2 separate regions of the Triticum aestivum genome follow, and region 1 is linked to region 2. A link is a contact called in public HiCAR-type data. All regions are on one chromosome and are shown on one strand. The core of a region is the stretch at or near the end of the contact, and the rest is flanking DNA. Distances in the headings are between cores, read along the strand shown.

What was found. HiCAR-type assays count read pairs that join an accessible place to other places.
Region 1: a HiCAR-type map of leaf shows a contact between it and region 2, with 5 times the contacts expected there. The contact joins the promoter of LOC123098226 here to the promoter of LOC123098224 in region 2. A contact is called at or near these places in 1 of 5 Hi-C or Micro-C datasets (leaf) and 1 of 1 datasets of contacts at active chromatin or transcription factors (leaf).

The regions. Positions count from the first base shown.
Region 1 is chr4D:406,098,515-406,102,082 of IWGSC CS RefSeq v2.1, reverse strand. LOC123098226 reads right to left here and starts at 1,610. Exons shown (of 1, transcript XM_044520155.1): 1 at 1,014-1,610. The coding sequence starts at 1,529. The coding sequence ends at 1,161. It overlaps LOC123098225, which reads left to right. Exons shown (of 5, transcript XM_044520153.1): 5 at 394-1,112. The coding sequence ends at 735.
Region 2 is chr4D:405,669,192-405,672,731 of IWGSC CS RefSeq v2.1, reverse strand. It overlaps LOC123098224 (sugar transport protein MST4), which reads right to left and starts at 2,131. Exons shown (of 3, transcript XM_044520152.1): 1 at 1,857-2,131; 2 at 797-1,116. The coding sequence starts at 1,992.

The DNA.
Region 1 (3,568 bases), core at 361-2,860, 430 kb before region 2:
GTAGGAGTACTCATTTCAAGTAGGAGTACAAAAGAGTACTCATTTCAAGTAGGAGTTCTGTTCTTGCGTCTAAAGATTACAACCGTGATTTCTTACTCTAGAGTTACTTCTCTCTGAAAGCAAAATAGTGAATATGTCAGAATCCAATGATGAGCAAGTCTGTTTATACTATATATACAGTGCATGTTCAGACACACTGCTTTGCAGTTTTATTTGGAATAGGCTGCATGAATCTCTAGTTTCAGACTGAGTTTCTCTTTTGACAAAAGTTTCAGAATGAGTTGAACACACCCTTTTCGTATTGCTTGCGATCCAGACCTACACATTTTCAGATGTTCGCATTATAGCCAGTGATGTTGTTATCTGAAGAAAATTCTTATTAACATTCACCAGATGCTGGAGTGGAAACAACGCGCGCAGGCGTCGGAACAGCATGCTGAAGAGCTCCAGAAGAAGGTCTCGGAGCTCCAAGGCAAGCTGCACACCTTCAAATCCCATTTCCCCGCCCCAAACCTGCCCAGCCGGGCATGGTCTGAGGCTTGCAGGATGGAGAACCCGCGGGCAGCCAAGGCTCAGCACCACCACCGGCCACCCCAGCAGCAGCAGCAGGACGGCGGCAAGGAGAAGGAGAAGCACGTGCTGATCTGCCGCGTGAAGCACTCGCCCAGCGTCATCCCGAGGCGCTCGCCGCTGCAGGACATCGGCAACATCGCCTTGCCGCGGCGGCAGCGGTGAGCGCTGACGAGCGTGGGGGTCGATCCTCTGCTGGAACCAAGGTTTTCCGGCAGGAGTGTGGAGGGAGGAACTCTGTCAATTCGCTTTAGTAGTTTAGCATCTACTCGTCAGTCAGGTCTGTGGTGGTGAGTGGCCACTGAGCTCAGCTGGGACGGAGTTACTTTGCGTAGTACAGTGTCAAGGAATAGGCGCGATCAGTCAGAGGTGTATGTAAGGCGAATGTGCCTCTTTTTTCCTGAGATTAATTGGCAATTTTGTTTGCTGCTTCTTCCAAGATCTGATGGTACGCAACTTTTGAACTCAGAATCATGTCTTGCACGAGAACAAGTTTCTTAGATCATCTAGAGTGATGAACTACAAGCACAATGATAACAGCAGATGCTTTGTTGGCGCTAAATATGCGACTATACATCTAGGAATTTGAGCTAGTGATTGATCATGGAGACCCAGGCGCAGTATGTGCACACGATCTTCTGGGAGATGTAGACGTAGACGGCGAAGGAGAGGCTCATGAGCGCCACGTCCTTCCAGTCCCCCTTCTGCTTCGGGCTCAGGCTCTCCCGCACGTCCATCCCGGCCTTCACCACGCCGCTGTGCGCCCTCTCGGCCATGCTCACCCACCACGCCCTCTTCTTTCCTCCTCCGCCTCCTCCGTCGCCGCCGATCGGCGGCTCGGTGGGAAGGCGGTTTTGGCAGCGGAAGGAGGGTCTTCGCCTAGGGACGGCGGCGTTGCGCCGTCGTCTCAAGGCTTGGGAGAGATGTGGAGCGGCGGCGGTGGTGGTAAGGGAGGCCATTGCATGCTGCGATCTTGAGGAGGAGTACTGGAGGTGTGATCAGGGTATGGTGTTATGTGGAGTTCTCCAACACGAGAGGATAAGTAGCTCCTGACTACGGGAGGAGGAGAAGGGAAGACAGTGACAACCATGTGTGTCATTTAGCGGCAAGCAGGCTGGCAGTTGGCCCAAGCAAGCTCATACTCTAGAGATATTTTGTACAACTTGGTCAAAATCACACTAGATTTTTTTTAAGGAAACAGCAAGACTCTGCTGCTTTAAAAGAAAATAAGACAAAAGAGAAGAGTTCAACGAAGAAAAGAATAAAACAACATAACAAAACCATAGGATTAATCTCATACAAGTGAGAGAATCCATCTGAAATAATCGAATCTCTGAACCCAATCTTCAAAAGTTGAGTATTGTTTCCTCGTAGCTCTGTATTTAAACCAATTGAGCTCCTCCTTGAACCATTTTTGACAACGGTATAGGCTTGGGGTCACCCCTTTGAAGATGTTGCATGCATAACAGACAAACTTGCATGATTTTTTTACTGGTTATCTACAGGGCTACTGTTTTGATCCGTATTTGGTCGTTACTCACTTTTGTGGAAGCTAGGGCGCATTTGGTTACTGGGTCTGTCCGATGAAAAATCATAACTCGGGATATCTACAACCGGTTTGGATGGCGGTCCAATAATAGGACAGGTGTTGAGTCACCTCGTTCTATTTTCGCCGGTTGTGGCGTATTGTACTTTTTTTTTCTCCAGCTCTAAGGGAGTTTGTTCTAGATCACAGACTTTTCGGTCGCTTTGCTTAATAAAGGGGCTGCATGCATCACTCTGATGCAGAGGCCGGGGTAATCCACCTTTTCTATAAAAAATCCCTTTGAAGATGTTGTCACTTGTTGTGGTCCAGATGGCCCAAGAAGCTAGGATAACGATTTCAAATGCGAAGGGAACATTTAGCAAGGACATCGATTTCAACCTGCAATCCTTCATTAGCAGGCGTCCACTTAGGATAAAGATGAGACCAGCTTACCTTTGCGAATGGGCAACAAAAAAAGAACATGCTCACATGGCGCAGCTATAATATGGGATGAAAAAGTGCTTTCTCTGCTACATTGCTCTAGTGTTCAGTCTATTGCGGAGGAGCGCCAAAGGAAAATCTTGTGTTTCAATTCGTAACGAGAATCCCAAATCCATTTAATTGCAGGCATAACCTCATGTTCCCCAATAAGAAGAGAATAACAATTGGAAACTTGGAATCTTAACTCCAGCTGGGATTTGCCAAATATTTGAATCCTCCAATAACTACATCTCCTGGATTAGGTGAGCTAGCTCCTGATACTGTGCAAAAGTCTCTTTAGAGAGGGGTAAATGAAAATTTCCAAACAAGTCCCCAGAAAGCCACAAATTGTGAATGGAAATGTGGGGATCTTTGGCAAAAGAGTGTAGGTGTGGCCAACTTGAGAGCAGATTTGTGTTGTAAATATACCCTAGAGGCAATAATATCGTATTATTGTATTTCCATATTCATAATTAAGTGTTTATATTTTATGCTATAACTGCTATGATCCTGGAATATGCGATCCAGTGGAAAACTTATATACACGTGTGAAATGATAAACGGATAAAATAAAGGTTCCTAGTCTCGCCTCTAAGACTAGATCAAGTATTGTTGGTGATCACGTTTTCTGGATCTTAGGATATCGTTAATTGTAACTATAGTCCTGAAACAACATTGAGATTATGATGTTGGAAGAACGATCATATTGAATCGACCCAAACTTGTTTGTTATGAATTGAGATTATACCGTCTGTAATCAATTGTAATAACACAGAGTGTTAACTTGTGGTTTTGCTCCTTAGACCATGAGAGTATCGTAGTCACTTCTTACCATACGGTAGGCTTTTGGGGTTACTCAAACGTCACCTGTAACACGGTGATCATAACGACAACTTACAGGTTCATCGGAAAGTTTGATAAGATACTAGATAGCTCAAGAGAGGGTCTTGCTCCTCCAGCAATGGAGAGATATTCTTAGGTCCCTCCCGGTGT
Region 2 (3,540 bases), core at 882-3,381:
ATCACCTGTTGCTTGGCCCAAGCTTCTCCTACCATTTGGTCCAGTAATTTCTAAGCTCGGGGTCGCGGCCAGCATCGGAATCTTGGAACTTAACAAGTTTATCGCGAGAGGTGAGGCGATGCCACCAATGGAAGGTGTCCTCGTGCGCCAACACGAGTCATGCACCGTCACATGGTTTGTACATTTGACCCCTGAATTCCGGGAAATATAAGAGGGATACGATGTACCTACATACGTACTGCAGCTAGTACATACTCCCTCCGTTCCCAAATATAAGTCTTTCCAACAAGTGACCGAATACGGAGCAAAATGAGTGAATCTACACTCTAAAATATGCCTACATACATCCGTATGTTGTAGTTCATTTGAAATGTCTAAAAAGATTTATATTTAGGAACGGAGGGAGTATAAAATACAACAATATTTTATATTTAGAAGAGTATTAATCTGGACGTGAAAAATGGTAGGACCAGTAGGTTTAGTTTGGTCCAAAGATTCTTTGATACTACCGTGGGCGGTGACTGATTGCCAGCAAACAAGGAAGAAACTGCACACGGGTTACGTCATTTTCGTAGACGCGGAAAATTATGTCTCGTGCGTGTGCGTGCTACGTACATATTTTCTCAAACCAGCCACCGCTAGCTTTACATGTTTGACTTCGGTTTCTACCAACACCTTTTGACTTAAGTTACCTAGGAGTACGTACATATCAAATGTTGCTGCGTAAACGTACGTAATCTTGCTTACTGATATTAAAAAATATACAATTCTGAAGCTGGTGGAAATTTGTGCTAACCTGGTTGGCGAAGCCGACGCCGCAACCAAGCAGGATCCTGCCGATGATGAGCATGGCGAGGTTCTGGGCGGCCCCGTTGAAGATGACGCCGATGATGAAGAAGACGCCGGCGATGAGCATGGTGAGGCGGCGTCCGAGGCGGCGGGTGGTGTAGGAGGCGAAGAAGGTGGCGGTGAGGCCGGCGAGGTAGAGCGACGAGGTGAAGAGCTGCAGGCCCTGGTTGTCGTACTTGCAGTAGTTGCTCTCCTTGTCCTGGTTCTTCCGGCGCAGCACCGCCGGGAAGAACTCACGCAGGAAATCGTCCATCGATGTCACTCCGCCTGCAAAAACAAACAGTTTTTAGACCTTAGAACTGGTTGTTAATCGAGCTGGACGCTGTGAAAGAAATGGACAAGATTTTCTTAATTAGTTTTAGTAAGAATTCATCTCGCAAAAAAAAGTTTAGTAAGAATTCATGTAATACTATGCTAAACCCAAAGGCAACGTGTCCACACAAAAGACAGCTTTGTTGCATCAGACGTGATCTGGAGGTGTACAAATGGGTTGACTTAACAGCCTGTCAAAGTAGTCGGTGGCAAGATGGCAGCAGTTATATAGTTTCTTCCAAATACAGTATAATATTAATTCTTATATGCAGCTAGAATCATACAGCTAGCACAAGTGCGAGCATATACTATGATCCTGGCCAGAAAACCGGATAGTGTTCACAATGGAGTAAACTGGAAAGTGCTAAATTATCAGCTGGCCGGTGCGTGGTAGTTAATGAGGAGGATCAATTGCATTAACTTCCTTCCAATTATCTGTGGTTATCTGCTTCGTCATATGAAGACGAGAGACGGCAGCCACAAGTAAACACCATATCCATATCCATGGAGTCAATTAAACTCCTCTCTTTCATACGCGCGGACGGCGACGTCACGGATCACTAAACCATGCATGTAAGGCGGATTTGACATGATTTCTCAGAGCTACCACGGGAGCACGCAACGCACGCACATGCATGGACGGAGATGATCGATCTCTGGAAGAACTTGCATAGACATGTGGAGTATCGGGTTACCTGAGATGCCGACGTCGTAGCCGAACATGAGGCCGCCGGTGGCCGCCATGATGCAGGAGATGATGACGATGGGCGTGATCTTGGCCTCGAACTCCACGCCGGACGGCGCCGACACGGCGAACCCCCCGCCCGGCATCTTCGCAAGCCGGCCGGTCAAGCTACGCCGATATAATGGAAGCTAGACAAGCAGCGAGTGTTTCTCCACAGAAGCACACGAGGAGAGCCAAAGGAAGGGGATTGGAGATGGGACACAACGCTCCAAGTCCCTGGGGTATATATAGGGAGGGAAGCCCACTCGGCTAAGAAATTTCAAACGCAACCGAGCGGCCAGATCGGGCCACGTCGCTTCTACGATCCTCCGGTGGGGCCCGCGCGACGGCTCTCTCGCTCGCAGGGCTGCCCGGTCAACGGACGGCTCCACGGCCCACGGGCCAGAGCGCGCACCACTCTGTGCATAAGCACGACGACTTTTCCGTCCCTCCCACAAATTATGGCTTATCCAAACCAATTCCTTCTATAGTACTCCCTCCGTCCCATAATATAAGAACGTTCTTATATTATGGGACGGAGGAAGTAGTAAGCCTTTATGGGCTCCTTTTTTGAAAAAGAAAACTGAAGAGCGGCTCGGAAAACCTTGAGGATATTCTCTTATCGGACGCCGACCTTCTTGACAACGAGATCGCTGGATGGGCCCATGCGTCGGTGAACGATCTGTCCGAGTTTTCGGAGTGTCAACAACGGGCGCAGCTTCCTTGTTGCTGGGTTGATTCATGTGAATGGAGGACCTTGACTTTGAATACAATTTTAACGAATTTTATACGTCACGTGGGGATGGATTCGCTTGGGAAAATTATTATGTGTTCGTCGATGTGGATAGCAGTATAGTACATGCAAGCACAAGAAATTTGACGCCGGCGTTCGCATGCGTGCGTCTACTTTTCCACAGGGGAAAGTGGTGTTGGCCAAGTGGTGCTAGTTTATGTACGTATAGCTTTTGTACCATTAGCGATTTGGTCGAGATACCATCGTACTACAACATATGGCTGTATAAATATACCACTGTCACGATGTCGACCAAGAGCAGACTAAATAAAATCTCACTTCCAGCTGGCCTCGTCGACATGATATGATTTGGTCGACATGGTAACGTTACAAATTGGCATTCTAAATTTCTCCATTATTTTTGCAATCAGTTCGATAGATCTCGCATCCTTATGAGAGGAAACATACGCCGCAGCTTAGTACAGTACTAAACAACGCAGCTAATTATCCACGTTAGGCTCAAGTAAGCCGTGGAATTAGAGCATGTGGCTAACGAGCGGTCGCCCATCCAAATATGAAATAACAATCTCTGTGCGAAATCGAATTTTGCTTTGATCTTTATATATCCAGCAACCCAAGCCCATTTGCACGTTCTCACCGGCCGATGCTGCCCAGTTCATACCGTCATAAGATAAGTCAACTAATCTTATCGACTGAATATTCAACACCCCAGAAACTCTGCAGCCCTGGCTCCGAATAATGCCGTCAGGGGAATCAAATGTTTTTCATTGAAAAGGAAGTACACCCATGATCAAAAGAAAGAAATCAAAATGCATGATTCGGCACGGTTTGCACGCGAGGACTCCCACCCGTTTGGGAATTTTAAACGGCGTGCGACGCCGCGATTTGCCTTCTTGGTTCA